3 separate regions of the Mus musculus genome follow, and regions 2 and 3 are each linked to region 1. The links are chromatin contacts, called in public Hi-C and promoter capture Hi-C maps. All regions are on one chromosome and are shown on one strand. Each heading gives the region's core, a stretch centred on a gene start, on an enhancer-like site or on the middle of the called end of the contact. The rest is flanking DNA. Distances are from core to core; before and after follow the strand shown. Region 1 holds the start of Ddx49 (DEAD box helicase 49). Region 2 holds the start of Map1s (microtubule-associated protein 1S). Region 3 holds the start of Zfp866 (zinc finger protein 866).

What was found. Promoter capture Hi-C pulls out the DNA fragments that hold promoters and counts their contacts. Hi-C and Micro-C count contacts between places; a contact is called where the count stands out from the background.
Region 2: a contact with region 1 is called in a Hi-C map of CD4 T cells, with 4 times the contacts expected there. The contact joins the promoter of Map1s here to the promoter of Ddx49 in region 1. A contact is called at or near these places in 1 of 39 promoter capture datasets (pre-B cells), 1 of 484 Hi-C or Micro-C datasets (CD4 T cells) and 2 of 9 other capture datasets (adipose tissue and pancreatic islet).
Region 3: a contact with region 1 is called in a promoter capture Hi-C map of pre-B cells. The contact joins the promoter of Zfp866 here to the promoter of Ddx49 in region 1. A contact is called at or near these places in 2 of 39 promoter capture datasets (embryonic stem cells and pre-B cells), 1 of 484 Hi-C or Micro-C datasets (B cells) and 1 of 9 other capture datasets (liver).

Annotation. Positions count from the first base shown.
Region 1 is chr8:70,299,381-70,304,402 of GRCm38.p6, reverse strand. Ddx49 (DEAD box helicase 49) reads left to right here and starts at 1,951. Exons shown (of 13, transcript NM_001024922.2): 1 at 1,951-2,080; 2 at 3,301-3,424. The coding sequence starts at 1,966. It overlaps Cope (coatomer protein complex, subunit epsilon), which reads right to left and starts at 1,636. Exons shown (of 10, transcript NM_021538.2): 1 at 1,471-1,636. The coding sequence starts at 1,596.
Region 2 is chr8:70,903,644-70,908,665 of GRCm38.p6, reverse strand. Map1s (microtubule-associated protein 1S) reads right to left here and starts at 2,692. Exons shown (of 7, transcript NM_173013.3): 1 at 2,539-2,692. The coding sequence starts at 2,662.
Region 3 is chr8:69,772,112-69,777,133 of GRCm38.p6, reverse strand. Zfp866 (zinc finger protein 866) reads left to right here and starts at 2,223. Exons shown (of 4, transcript NM_177899.3): 1 at 2,223-2,344. The coding sequence starts at 2,342.

The DNA.
Region 1 (5,022 bases), core at 702-3,201:
GCAGCACAGCTGCATGCCCCAGCCCTGTTGGGCGCTTTACAAGCTCAATGAATTTGGCTTTGATTTTATTATTTTGGGAGTTTTGGAGACAGGGTTTCATGCAGACTAGGCTGGCCTCAAACTCACTACATAGCTGAGAACAAGTTGGATCTTCTTGCCTCTTGTCCAGAACCTTAACAAAACAGCTTTTTAGCCTGGTAAGGACAAGCCTCCACATAGTTTACCTGAGCCATGCCCCAGCCCATCACAGCCCTGACTCTGTTTCACATTCAAAACAGGCAAGTCTAAGACCACCACTTTCTACACCCATTCTGCCATTTCCTGGCTCTCTGTGCTGCCTCTGTTGCCAAGGCTACTATACCTAGAAAGCCTGTAGTTCCACCAACTCCATCCCTTACTGAGCCCAGCAGGAATGCTGTTTTCCACGAGTGCACAGTGAAGAATGAGTGACAGGTGATTCTGTCAACAACACACACAGGCTGTTGCAAACACGGGTCACATCTTTAATGAACTAAAGACAAGCTGAGCATTGTGGCACAGGCCTGTCATCCTGCATCTGGGAGGCTGAGACAAGACTGCTACATCTAGGGACAGCCTGGGCTATATGAAGCTGCTTAAAACATAAAACAAAACCAGGGCAAGGATTTAGCCTGTGGAGCATTTGCATCGAAGCTGTGCTTTGGCTGTGCACACTATGATCCCAGCACTCCAGAGAGCAGGCATGGCCATCAGGAATTCAGTGCTCTTCAGCAACATGGGGAGTCTGAGGCCAGCCTGGGCTAAAGGAGACTGTCTTCTTTTATAACCAAACTTCCCTTTTGGGGGGAGTGGGGGAGGCGAGGAGGGTACAGTTCAAGACGGGGTTTTTCTGTAGCACCCTGGCTGTCCTGGAAGTCGCTATGTAGATCAGAGTGGTCCAAAACTCAGAGACTTGACTGCCTCTGCCTCTGGGTGCTGGGATTTAAGGCACACCAAGCTACCTCCGGTTTAGGACTATTATTAAGACAGATTACAGTATTACCCGAACTGACCTAGAACTGCTTATGAAGATCAGGCTGACCCTAAACTTACAGAGATCAGCCTCCCAAGTGCTGGAATAGAAGGCGTGCACCATGATGCCTGACTTTAGACACTTAAAAAAGGGGGGCGGGGGGGGTTTAAAAACGAAACAGTAAGAGGTTTTATGATGGAGCTAGTGGCGCACACCTGTCACCTCACCATTACCCTGACTTCAGGTCAGCCTGGGCTATAAAGTGAGCCCCTGTCAATCAACCACCAGAAAGTTGGAAGCTTGGCACAGGGGTGCACACCTGTCATCCTAGCACTGGAGGGGTGAAGACTGGAGGCGCAGGACCTCAAGGTTAGCCTCGGTTACAGAGTAAATTGAAAACCATCCCTAATTATAAGAGAAACCGAGTCCTCGGACCAGAACCTCAGAGCGCGCCGGAAGCTGCTCCGCACGCTGCCCACCTTCACGCGCTGAGCCTCGTTGATGCACTGCTGGTAGCTGCCGATGTAGAAAGCGTTCTTCACGTCGAACAGCTCATCTACCTCTCCGGAGCCGCCAGAGACCGCGCCAGGAACCGGAGGAGCCATGTCACCGCACCTCTAACCAACCTTCTTCTGGGACACGTAGGCCGGAAGCAGGTCCCCGTCGTCAGGAACTCTGGGAAACGTAGTTCTATGGGACAAATCAGAGGCGATGAAAAAGAAACCTTGCAAAGCCTCCCGAGAACTATAGTTCGGATTCCGTCAACAAACACAAGGCCTTCAGAACCAAAACACTGAAAAGCGGTCAAAGCTCGGATTGGTTGAAGGATCTGGAGAGGGTCTCTCCGTGACGTCACATTCCTCCGCCAACGTCCTCTCACAACTTTTCCAGGCCGGACTGCGCCGGGGTGGACGTGACGTAGCATTCACGCGCCGGAAGCACTCATTTCTAGGTTCTCTGCCCGGGTCTGGAGCATGGCGGGGTTCGCTGAGATCGGGTTGTCGTCGTGGCTGGTAGAACAGTGTCGACAGCTGGGGTTGAAGCAGCCCACGCCGGTGCAGCTCGGGTGCATTCCGGCCATCCTGGAAGGTGAGTTCTCGCCTTTCTTTTAATGCCTTTCTTTGCCCGCTCTTCCTTAGCCCCACTTGGGTTCCAGGAATCAGGACAGCATTGAGTGTTTCGGGGACCCTGACCCGCAGCATTGACATTTACGCTGCGACCGACTCGTGTTCATTATCACACAGGTGATGGGTGGCACCTCTTAAGTTTTCGTAGCACCCGAGCATAGGGAGAGATCGGTGAATGACTAAAACATGGCACTGAAAAAAAAAAAGGGTAGAGCTGGCTTTGACGTAGAAGCCGTCAAACTCCAGGTAAAAACCAATGCTCCGTGTTTGTGTCAGTGCTCTTCGACCCAGTTCACTTTTGCCATTAAAGAGGCGTCCTTGGAGCCGGACGTGGTGACTCTCAGTCATCTCAATACTGAGCAGGTGGAAGCAAGAGGATCAGGAGTTCAAGGTGATCCTCAGTTTGGTAGCAAGTTGCAGACCAGCCTGGGCTACCTGAAAATTTGTTTCAAACAAGCAATTATAATAATTGTTGGAAATTAGATAATAACACGTTCAAGGGACTAGTGGAAATGAAACAGTTTTAAATATTCAATTCTGGAGAAAGGGGTACCAGCATAGAGAAAAGGCAAAAATAGCTGGTGTGGTGATTTCAAGCAAGTTTTTGAAGCCTTTCCCCAAATATGGGAAATTCCTGACCTTTTCTTCCATAGACCTGCAGGGCTTTTCCCCTCCCCAAATTCCCCATCCCATTGGTCCATTGGGGCCCCAAGTCTTCTCTAATGAATAGTTTGGGTCTTGAGGCTGCCTCTCTTCTATTCTCTTTTCTTTCTTTTTTTTTTCCCTTGTTTTTTTGTTTTTTTGAGACAGGGTTTCTCTGTATAGCCCTGGCTGTCCTGGAACTCACTCTGTAGAACAGGCTGGCCTTGAACTCAGAAATCTGCCTGCCTCTGCCTCCCAAGTGCTGAAATTAAAGGTGTGCGCCACTACTGCCTGGCTGCCCTTCCTTTCTAATCATGGGCTCAGTCACATAGCAGAGCACCTGTAACTCTCCGAGTCTTAGACTAACTAGGGGAGAGAAGGACCCAGTGCCTCCAACTCATCTGTAGCTCTAGTGAACTGTAAGCTCACCTCGTACTAAAAGCAGACCATACCCATCTATTTCTTACAATAATGAGGGAATGCCCAAGGGACCAATCATGGCCCTTGCTCCACACTGATGCTGCTTTGCCATCTGCCTAGGTCGGGACTGCTTGGGCTGTGCAAAAACAGGAAGTGGCAAGACAGCAGCCTTTGTGCTTCCCATCTTGCAGAAGCTGTCTGAGGACCCTTATGGCATCTTCTGCTTGGTTCTGACACCCACCAGGTGAGCCTCCCCACTCAGCCACATGTGCTTTCTTTTTTTTTTTTTTTGGTTTTTCGAGACAGGGTCTCTGTGTAGCCCTGGCTGTCCTGTAGACCAGGCTGGCCTTGAACTCAGAAATCCGCCTGCCTCTGCCTCCCAAGTGCTGGGATTAAAGGTGTGCGCCACCACGCCCAGCTCCACATGTGCTTTCTTGACCTGTCCGAGTTGCACTTTGCTCTTGTGTGAAATGGGGTAAGAATCATTCCTCTCTTGTAGGGTTGCAGAATCAAGCAGGGCTAATGGTGTGTGTGAAACATTCCTAGCACTCAAGAGGGAGCTACCAAGTCTAACAGCTAGGGAAACAAAATGATATCCTTGGGCCAGTAAGATTGCTTAGCAGGCAGAGCCATTTGCCTATAAGCCTAAGTTCAGCCCCCAGGGACTCACCTTCAGGGTGAAAGGAAAGAAGTGACTTCCACAGATTGGCCTCTGACCTCCATTGGAGCGCCACATCATGCATGTGCACACCCATATAGATAAAGAAATGTAATAAATGTGTTTAAAAGATATTGTAGCTGGGCTGTGGTGGCACACGCCTTTAATCCCAGCACTTGAGAGGCAGAGGCAGGCAGAGATCTGAGTTTGAGGCCAGCCTGCTCTACAGAGTGAGGTCCAGGACAGCCAGGGCTACACAGAGAAACCCTGTCTCAAAAAACCAAAAAAAAAAAAAAAGCTATTGTAGGTATATAGGTTCCATTGTGCATAGGAGAGGCCAGCAGCAGGGAACAGAAAGGATGCTGTCAGCATCTTGAATATAGGTCTCAAATATCACACAGAGGATGAGATTGCGATTGTGTTTACATGTGGGTCAGGGTTAACATCAGGCACCCTCCATTTCTCCCGCTGTGTTTTATTTATTTTTATGTATATTTTTTATTAGGTATTTTCCTCATTTACATTTCCAATGCTATCCCAAAAGTCCCTCATACCCTCCCCCCACTGTGTTTTATTTTTTAACTCCTTTCCCCCACCACTCATCCCCCAGAGCCTGCTGTCCTGGAGCTCCCTCTGTGGACCAGGCTGGCACTGACTCACAGAGATCCTTCTGCCTCGGCCTCCTGAGTGCTGGGATTAAAAGTGGGTACCACCACACCCTGCCAAAGGTTTGATTATTTATATGCCATGGACAGAAGAAGGTGTTGAGTCCTGTGAGAGACAGTTGTAAGCTGCCATGTGAGTGCTGGAAATTAAACTCAGGACCCCTGGAAGAGGTCTCAGTTGCTGAGCTGTCTCTCCACCCCCGTCTTCTATTTATTTCCTTTTGGATTTTCTAGGCAGGGTTTCTTTGTGTAACTGTGGCTCTCCTGGACCTCACTCTGTGGACCAAGCTGGCCTCCAATTCACAAAGATCTGCCTGCTGTTGCAGGATGTTTGATCACACTGTGAACCCTAAGATTGTGTTATTTAACTTGTCTTTAGTTGTGGTGTGGCTCAGCTTTAGCACACATCTTTAATGCCTCTGATGTCTAATCAGAGACATGCCCTTAGTACACTGCTTTAATCCCAAACAATGTAAGTAAAGTTAGTTTGTAGAAGGAAGTACCCATGTTTGAAAGTGA
Region 2 (5,022 bases), core at 1,443-3,942, 600 kb before region 1:
ACACACGCACACACACAAATGGGAGTCCCCGTGGAGGCCAGGGATGCTGGATACCTTGGTGTGAGTACTGGGTATTGAACTCAGGTGCAACTTTTAGTATTTTTAAATCTTTTTTTTTTTTTTTTTTTTTTTTTTTGGTTGTTTGGTTTGGTTTGGTTTTTCGAGACAGGGTTTCTCTGTGTAGCCCTGGCTGTCCTGGAACTCACTTTGTAGACCAGGCCTCGAACTCAGAAATCCGCCTGCCTCTGCCTCCCAAGTGCTGGGATTAAAGGCGTGCATCACCACACCCCGCTAAACCTTATTTTTAATGATGGATTTTAAATGTTTTAACCCCTCTGTCACTCACTAGAGGTAGTGGAAAAGAAAGGATATGGGGGAAGTGGACCTGTTGAGAAAGGTTTTTTTGGAGTATCTCTCATCTGTGCTGTCTAGAAATGGACAGTTTAATTACAGGTTGGCAGGGGCAGCTTGGTCTATTTGTAAATCCTTTTTTGTTGTTTTTTTGTTTTGGGGTTTTTTTGGTTTTTTTCCGAGACAAGGTTTCTCTGTGTAGCCCTGGTGTCCTGGAACTCACTCTGCAGACAACGCTGGCCTCGAACTCAGAAATCTGCCTGCCTCTGCCTCCCAAGTGCTGAGATTCAAGGCATGCACCACCACTGCCCAGCTATTTGTAAATCCTTTATGGATATGTCAGCAGTCTAGCTTGGTAGAGTCGGGTTCGAAACAGTGGTGATACCACCTAGCAGAGATAGCCAGGCCTCAGCCTTAGCTCGAGTCAGCAGGAGGGACCAACAGGAACATCAGAAGTTCTCAGCTGTTCCTTCCTCAGGGAAGAGAAGATCAGCAAGGATGCAAGACCCACAAGTTTTGAACAGTTGGATGTACCAGCAAGTCAAGCTCTAAGCTCTGTCTCTGTCTTTCTCTGGAGTCCTATTTATAGCCTCCAAGCACAAGTCCACTATGGGTCTTATCTCAGCACCTGTACCTAATCAGCCAGACTGCAGAAGTGGCAAGAAACTGTAGACTACCATCACAAGTTTTTTGGTTTTTTTCTGTGTGTGTGTGGTCTCAGCACAATGTAAGGCGGACCAGTATATGTGTGTTATTATTAGTAAAGAATCTTTTACCATGTGTCTTTTTATGTGTTTGTTTTAGTAGAAAATCCTCTCTCCTGTGTCTGCTTCAGGGAAATGTTCCTTTACAAGTCTGTCCTTAGCTTTTTATATCTTTATCTATTTTAATGAAACATTCTTTCACATTTGCCCCCAGCAAAACCCCATCCAACTGACTTTCCAAAGTACCCTTAAGTTTCCACCTCATTCAGGTTCTCTGGAAAAAGTTTGCTCTTAATCACTGAGCCACCTCTCCAGCCTCATAAAGTTATTTTTGTTGCTCCTTGATAACTAATTTTACTAGTTACAAACTGTAAATATCTGATATGCAGCCCCTCTCCAGAAGGGTCATGAATCACCGGCTGAGAACTCCTGCTCTAGGCAACTCCTGCTCTAGGCCTTCAGCATCCTCAAGTACCCTGACACCATGGAAGTCTTGCTTGCTTTGAGTCCTCTTCCCCAGCACATCAGCACTTCTCAGAAGACAAGGGACACTGCCTGTCGTTCAGCCCAGCCTGTATGCTGAGGCTGTCCCACTTAGGCCCAAGGACCATGCACCTCGATGGGCATTCTACATTGTTCTGGGGATTTGATTTTTTTTTGAGACATGGTCTCACGTAGTCCATGCTGAATACAACTGCTCTATGAAGTTAAGGACAAGCCCTTTATCTGATGTGCATCTCAAAGGTGCTGAGATGACAAGTGAAGAATGCTGGGGATGAAGCCCATGATCAAGCACTCCAGGCAACTTTAGATCTATCGACTGAATCCCAGCACTTATTTTGAATAGGTTGTCTTGTAGCCCAGACTGGCCTGGAACTTGCAGTGCTCCTCTGGCCTCAGCTCACGACTGCAGGGGTAACAGGCATAGGCATCGCATTCGCTACCCCATTGCAGAGGATGCTGCTGCGCTCGATGCCCCAGTGTGGCAGGTGCGCCTGAGTCAGCTCCCCTCGTGCCAAGCATCCCCGGGGCGGCCGCGCCACCCACGCACCAATTAGCACCCCCGGAAAGCAGGCCCCCGGGCGCCGGGGGAACTTGCCAGCCAGGCGAAGGGAGGGGCCGTGGGAGTGAGGCCGCACACCGCCAGAACCCCGAAGTCGGGGACGCAGCGCCCACCCGGCCGCAGGCCGCTCCCCGAACCCTGTATCCCCGGAATGTGACGCCACATCTAACGTGCCCCACGCGGATCCCAGCCTGCCGCGCCCCACCCAGACCCAGTAACCCGTGTGGCAGAGTTTTGTCCAGGCCGCCGCTAGGCACGTGCGCAACCCTATGCCCGTCTGGATCGTAGGCCACGCCCGGAACGTTGCGTCCAGGGACCCCGCACCCCACCCGGACCCCGGCCCGCCGCGCGCCGGAACCCCCAGCCCCGGACGCCCCGCCCCGCCCCGCTGCCACCGCCCCAAGTCCCCACGGACCCGACCTCGTTCCAACTCCTCCATGACGTAGGCCAGCAGCCCGGGGCAGCCACACTCGCCACCCACCACCAGCAACAGTAGGGAGCTGGGCGCCTCCACAGCCTCCGGCGCCGCCATCACTGCCGCCATCTTCGCACCGCCCCGACGCTCTGAGCGCCCCGCCCCGCTGGCCACGCCCCTTCAGGGAGCTTACCGGAAGCACCGGAGACCCCGGCCGGAAGCGCCCCCTCCTCTCCACCCCTCTGTCAATGCCCGCTAGGCTTTGGGAGCCCGAAGAGGACTGAGACTGGCTGTGTACTAAGATACCGTTATCCCTCCCAAATTTCATCCATTCATTTTTCATTCATTCCCTCATTCATTCTCCCGCTAAGCAACGCTTAGAATCTCTGTCCCCCGAAAACTCATTCCATCACAGGGGTTCTGCACAGAACCAGAGTCGGCTAGGTCCTGCGAGCTTCCTGAGTTAGAACCTGGACAGAAGAGAGCTTGGGGATGTGTAGCTGCTTGCTAGGTGTGTGTGCTGGGCCGGGTCATTTTGGAAGAAAGGACATTTTGGAGGGGTAAAGTCACCAAGCCTATCTGACACCAAGTCAGGTTGTCTCTAGATGACCCTGGGACTGTGATCTTCCTGCCTCCACAGCTTCCCACACGTTGGGACAGTAGACAGCTTGGGATTCACTAGGGCTATGTGTGATGGAGACTGCTTATGTGGCTCCCACTCAGACCTGGAACATTTTCACCCCAAACTTGCATCTTGGTTTATTTGTTTTTCGAAACAGGGTCTTTCTGTGTAGCCCTGGCTGTCTCGGAACTTGCTCTCTAGATCAGGCTGGCCTCAAATTCACAGAGATCTGCCTGCTTCTGCCTCCTGAGTGCTGAATTCAAAGGTGTGCTCCACCACCACCCAGTCCAATCTTACTTCTTTTTTGGCCATTCCATGTTAAGTATTTGAAATGCTGTTCACCCCAAGAAGGACCAGCTGGCTCCCCTCAAGAGTGAGCCTTCTGTCTCTGGAGTAAACAACTAAGCCCAGCCAGGTGCTTCCATTCACAGTCAACCTCCACTACCTAACAAATATGAGTCCAGCCTAGGCTACATCAAGTCATATATCAAAAAGAAACAACAATTTAAAAAGACAAAGATTCATGCCTTTAACCTCATCATCTCTCTAGAGACAGAGGCAAGAGGATCTTTGTGAGTTCAAGGCCAACACTGGTGTACACAGTGTTGACAAGACAGACAGACAGACTTTTAAAATAAATGAAAAACAAGCAAAGGCAATTCAGGACTGGTGTGATGCATCAGGAACCCAAATCAAGCCTGCTGCTGACAGACGTTCTGTAAAGGACTTCCCCAAGCCAACTTCCTCCATCAGTCCGTAGCATCAGCCAAGTCCTCAAGCCATGGTCTGAGCTTCCTGGATACTCTTTTGGCGCCAATATCCTTCCTGAATCCTGACTCCTCCCCCTTAACTGGTCAGCCTGCAGAAGTTGATGGCTTGTGATTTCCTCTGTTGTTATAACGGAAACAGAACTGGGATGGTCCATTCTCTGCCCTCTGGCTAAGATCCAGTGCAGAATGGGCTTGGCAGTGCATCTCCACACCCCTAACTCATCACAGAAGACTGAGTGACCTTGGACAGTCTGTGGCCACCCTGGGCTACATAGGGAGTTCAAAGCTAACCTGGAAAATAGAGCAAGTCCCAGGAAAGACTAGGGTAGTAAAATCAACACAAGCGACTACAGGGATAGCTCAAATCTTAAGAGGTCTTAACTGCTCTTGCAGGGGACTCACATTCCATTCCCAACACCCATAGCACAGGTTCCAACTTCATGGAACTCCTGCTCCAAGGGATTTGACACCCCCTCTGACCTCTATGGATGCTCTCATATGCACAGTCACTCAGACACTAAGAAATCTTTAAAAAAGAAGAGACAGGCATGTTGGCATGCATCTAATTCCAGCACACTGGGGAGGGGGCAGAAGCAGGAAGATGTCTGTATGTGGTTAGCTTTGTCTACGTAGAAAGGGTTTGGCCAGCCAGGGCTGCACGGTGAAATCTTACCACCACATCAGAGCTGGAGCTCTGGTGAAAACCAGCAGGGTCACACTCTCTGGTTCTGCTCTGTGCAGGGGACACAGTGGAGGCTTGAGGGTTCTGCACAATGGAGCCAACAGCACATCCCCCACTTTCCACTCATTCATTTACTCAGTCTTTTCATGCTAATGTTCACAGAGTCCCTCAGGATTTGAACCCAGGAGCCCTTGGCTGACTTGTGAGCTCTCCTGCTGCCTAAGGCTCTACTGTTCTCTTTTTTCCACTTCTATACATTCCACAGTGACCTCAAACTGATGAGTCTCCTGCCTCAGTCTCTCAGCTTTGGGCACAACAGACTGCATGCATACCACTTACATTAGTAGTGAGTGTTAATGTCATTATCTGGTCTCTGGGCCTGGAGCTCCACAGTACATCTCTGCCATGAGTCAGC
Region 3 (5,022 bases), core at 974-3,473, 530 kb after region 1:
GTGGTGGCTGGGAGTGCGGAGAGGCCTTCCACTGGAGAGTAGATGGCAGCTCTTTAGGTGAAAGCTTCTCCATTGCTCCCCACGGCAGATCCTGATGAAAAGAGGCAGTCCATGGTTTTAGGGCATTTATTGTCATAGCACAAAGTGGATGAGTAAAACCATACCCCACTTCTCAGGGCAGGCCTGGGGTTAAATACCTTTTGCAGGAGGGGTGTCTGGGAAGGGGAGTATCTGAAGACAGCAACAATGTACTCATATAAACATTAAAAAAAAAAAAAAGACAACAAGCATGGATTCACTTTTGTCAGCCAAACATAATTCAAAAGTTCCCAGACTAACTAAAGCCAAGAGGTTATAGAGACACGAGAGGCAGAGACCAGTGGTTTCCTGTGAGTTGGAGGCCAGCCTTGGGTACAGAGTGAGATCCTCTCTAAAAAATATGAAGAGGTTATAGAGAGCTGGTTCTCATGGATGGTTAGCTGGCGCTAACACGGAGTTTTAACTTTGGCTCCTAGGTATATTCTCTTTATTATATCTTGTCTTAGGAATAGTTATAATTCAGAGATATTTGAGATCTTAAACAGGGAGAATCGGAACCTTCATAGGAGGAGAAAAGATATTCTATAATGATAATTTAAAAACATTTTTTTTATTTACATGTATGGGTAATTCAGTATGCATGAGCCATGAAGGCGCTCAGAAGAAGGAATTTCATCCCCTGGAGCTGGATTTACAGGAAGTTAAGAGCCAACGGGTGTGTGTGTGTGTGTGTGTGTGTGTGTGTGTGTGTGTGTGTGTGTAAACCAAACAAGTTCTCTACAAGAGCAGAAGGTACAGAGAGTGCTCCCATCCCCTCACCTCCTTCCCTCTTTTCAGTCGGTCCTTGATTGTGGTCTAGGTAATGATACTGCCCACTTTTAGGAAGAGCCTTCCTATCTCAACTACCCTATTTAGAAACACCCTTACATACATGCTGGAGGGTTGCTCCTATCACTTTGACAATCAAGACTAATCATTACACGACTGAACACCACTCACTGATCTGTTCATTGACTCCATTAGCTTTGCTGGGTTTTTCCTTCTTATTGTTTCTACTGCCAGTACTCCCCCACTTCTTCTTTAGTAAAAATGGGTGAACGCCTTTTTCCCAGCACCCGTGAAGCATAGGCAGGTAGACCTCTGTGTTTGAGATTAGCCTGGTCTACAGAGTGAGTTCTAGGATAGCCAGGGCTATACAGAGAAACCCTGTCTTGGAAAAAAACAAAAAAACAAAAAACAAAAACAAAAACACCAGGATAGCTAGGGCTACACAGAGAAACTCTAACTCAAAAAACCAAAAATTAAATAATAAAATGTTCTGATGATTTAGTGGCTATGTACGTGTGTGTGTGTCTGTGTATATTTATGTGTGTGTGAAGAACACACTTGTGGAGGCCAGAGGACAACTTTCCTGAGTTGGTCTTCTTCTACTATGTTCATGCTTAACCTACTAAGTCATTTCCTTGACCCACGTCTTCAATTTTCTTTTTCTTTTTCTTTTTGCTTTTGTTTAAATTAGAATGTCTGTAGAGGCCTGGAGAGGAGAAACGGGGGTGAGATGGAAGGATAGAGAGGTTTTTGGTTTTTGTTTGTTTGTTTGTTTTGGTTTTTTCAAGACAGGGTTTCTGGTGTAGCCTTGGCTGTCCTCACTCTGTAGACCACTCTGGCCTCGAACTCAGGAATCTGCCTGCCTCTGCCTCCCAAGTGCTGGAATTAAAGGTGTGTGCCACCACTGCCTGCACTGCCCGGCTGGATAGAGATCTTAACTGGAAGAACACACATGCTATGAAAATAGAGGAAATGAATACTTGTGTTAATGTGCAACCTGGGACAGATGTATAAACCATAGATGTTCCTTACTCAAATTCCTGATGCCTGGAGAACATCATGTCCAGTTATAATTTGACCTTCTAATTAAAACTGACCTGAGCACCTTTCTAATTGTGAGGCAGCAGGATTGCTGCAATGAGCACTCGGTGTGCACAGTGACGACTTGGTGATGGAGTACTGCTTTACCAGGGAGAAGCTAGTTCTGCTTAGAAGCAAGGAGGGCGGGGCTATGGCTGTCATTTGAATCCCACACTTCGGCTTTGGAAGCTAGTGTCACTCAGGCTTTGGTAGCCAATCAGGTTCTAGAACCGTGCCGTCTAATCAGGACTACTGGAGAGCGGCAAGAGGCGGGTTCTTCACGGCCGCCATATTGTGGCTCGGCTCTGCGGCACAGGGAGGTGCGGTGTGTTGTGCTGTGAGCGCTGCTGCCGGGACCAGTGAGGAGAGCGCGGGCGAGTTCGGAAGCCGCGCCATGGTGAGCAAGGGCCGCTGTCCCTGCCCGCTGTGGTGGATCCTCCCCGAGGCTGGGGCGGGGCGGCAGCGGCATTCAGTGCTGTGTGGCGCTGGGCCCTGTGTCCTCTTCGCCGTGGTCCGCGCCTGCGCAGAGCGCGGAGCCTCCCTGCGGAGGCTCCGCCTCGCGCAGGAAAGAGTCGGTGCTCTGTCTGGGGCAGGCGTTTTATACAGTCCTGCTTTGGGTATCTCATCAGAAGGTTGTAAAACAATAGGTCATCTAGTTTCTGCTACTTTCTAGAAGTTCTGAATTTTCATGTAACATTTAGGTCAAAGCAATCAACTTGAGTTAATACTGTGAATTTTAAACTTTAAAAAAATTATTATTTTTTGTGCATTGGTATTTTGCCAAAATGTATGTATGTCTTTGTGAGGATGTCAGATCCTCTGGAACTGTTGTTGAGCTGCCATGTTGGTACTAGGAATTGAACTCAGGTCCTCTGGAAGAGCAGCCGGTTTTCCCAACCATTAAACCATCTCTCCAGCCCCAACATTGTGAAACTCTATTTAATTTCTTGTCTATAGACATCGGTTCTGCTAATAACCTTTTGCTATTCTGCCCTTTGTTGAGTTTCCTTTGCTACTTTGTCAAAAAAAGGTACACACACACACACACCCCATATATATATGTGTGTGTATATAACATGTGTATATATAATATCTATAACTATATATATACACTTTAAGTCTGTGTGCTGTTTCTTTGGAATTGTGTGGACCATTTTCGTTTTTTTCCACTCTCCACATAAACTTGAGAATCAGTTTCTTAATTTTTCATAAGTTGTTAGGATTTATATTGTGATTATTTAAATCTTAGTGCAGATTGAGGAAACATGACGTTCAGTTCTGAAGCTTCCTATCGCCATATTTATGGGGTATCACTATTTTGTGTTTGCTTTTTGTTTGGTTGGGGTTTTGTTGTTGTCTTTTTTGCTTATTTTGTTTTTTGTTAGGTCTGCTTTGGCCTAAAACTCACTCTGTAGAGGCTGGCCTTGAAATCATAGCCATACACCTGCTTCTCTCTGCCTTCCATGTGCCAAGATTCAAGGCATTGTCTCCCACTGCCCTGCATGGTTTTGTTTTGTTTTGTTTTTTGTTGTTAAAAATTATAGTTCTTGCTGGGTTGGTTGGTCAGTCTACTTTTAACCCAGCACTTGGGAGGAAGAGGTTGGCAGATTGAGGCTAGCCTGGTTTACATAGCTGCAGAGTTCCAGGTTAGCCAGGGTTACATCATGAGACCCTGTCAAAAAGATGAGGTGGATGGTCTGTAATGATGGTTCAGTGCTTAAGAGGGTATTGCTCTTGTAAAGACTCCAGTTTGATTTCCAGCATCCACCTCTGTGACTCACAACTGCCTATAACTCCAGTACCAGAGCATCCCATCTCCACTTCTGGCCTCTGAGGGCACCTCCTTCAAATGCACGAACCCCTACACACACACACACTCTTAAAACTTTAAAAGTGGCTTAGCAGTGAAAAGCCCTGGTTGTTTTTTGCAGAGGATGCTGCCTGATTCAGTTCCCAGTGCTCAGGTGGCCATTTACAACCTCCTGTAACTAGTCTCCAGGCCTCCTCTGATCTCCACAGGCACCGCATATGTGCTGGCAAAACACTGATCTTCATAAAAAAGTGTGAAAAAAACAAAGTAAGGCCCCTTGGCATTCTCTCACTCAAAGAGGCCCATTGCCTTTCTTGGAAATGTCTATAATTTGTATCTCCTCTTTGCTCCTAATAAAACTTTTTGAAAGTTTTAAAACAGTTAAAATCTTTTTAAAAAAATTGTAGTTCTTACCTAGAGGACTTTATTGAATTGGTATATATTTCATTGTCTCTTCTTACCTGCATTGCCATACTGGGTATTGTTATCCAGCTGCTCACTGTTGGCTTACAGGACGCTGATGGATATTATACTCATCTTTAAACATTTTGATAATTTGTTAAGAGTTACTGGTTATAATCTTGTTGGTTCAATGAGTTTTGTTGATTCTTGGAATTTATTTTGAGGAAACAGTTTATTTTTTTCTTTTCAATGCTAATAGCATCCTTAATCCCCTTTCTTGCTGTGTGTGTGTGTGTATGAGAGAAAGAGCGGGAGAGAGAGGGCAAGAGAAAAGAAACTCATTCTAAGCCACACCATGGTGGTGCATGCCTTTATTCCCACTACCAGTAAAGGAAGACAAATCTCTGGGCTCGAAGCTAGCCTGGTCTATAGGTCTAGTTCCAAGACAGCCATCGCTACACAGAGAAACCTTGTCTTAAAACCAAACCAAACATCCCTTCCCCCCTTTTTTATGTTCTGTGTTTTACAAAGTCTTGCTATGTAGCTTTGGGTGGCCTAGAACTTGCTATGTAGATGAGGCTAGCCTCAAACTCAGAGATCTGTCAGTGATTGCCTTCATAGTGCTAGGATTAAAGGTCTCTGGCAGCATGTTCTGCTTATCCATTCTCCTATTATGTAGCTCTGGCTGTCCTGGAACTCTGTAGACCAGTCTGACCTTGAATTCACAGAGATCTGCCTGTCCGTGTCTTCAGAGTGCTAGGATCAAAAGCATGCTCCACCACTCCTGGCCCTCAACCCAATCATTTTTAAAAGATTTATTTTACTTCATGTGCATGAGTGTTTTGCCTCCATATAAGCGTACT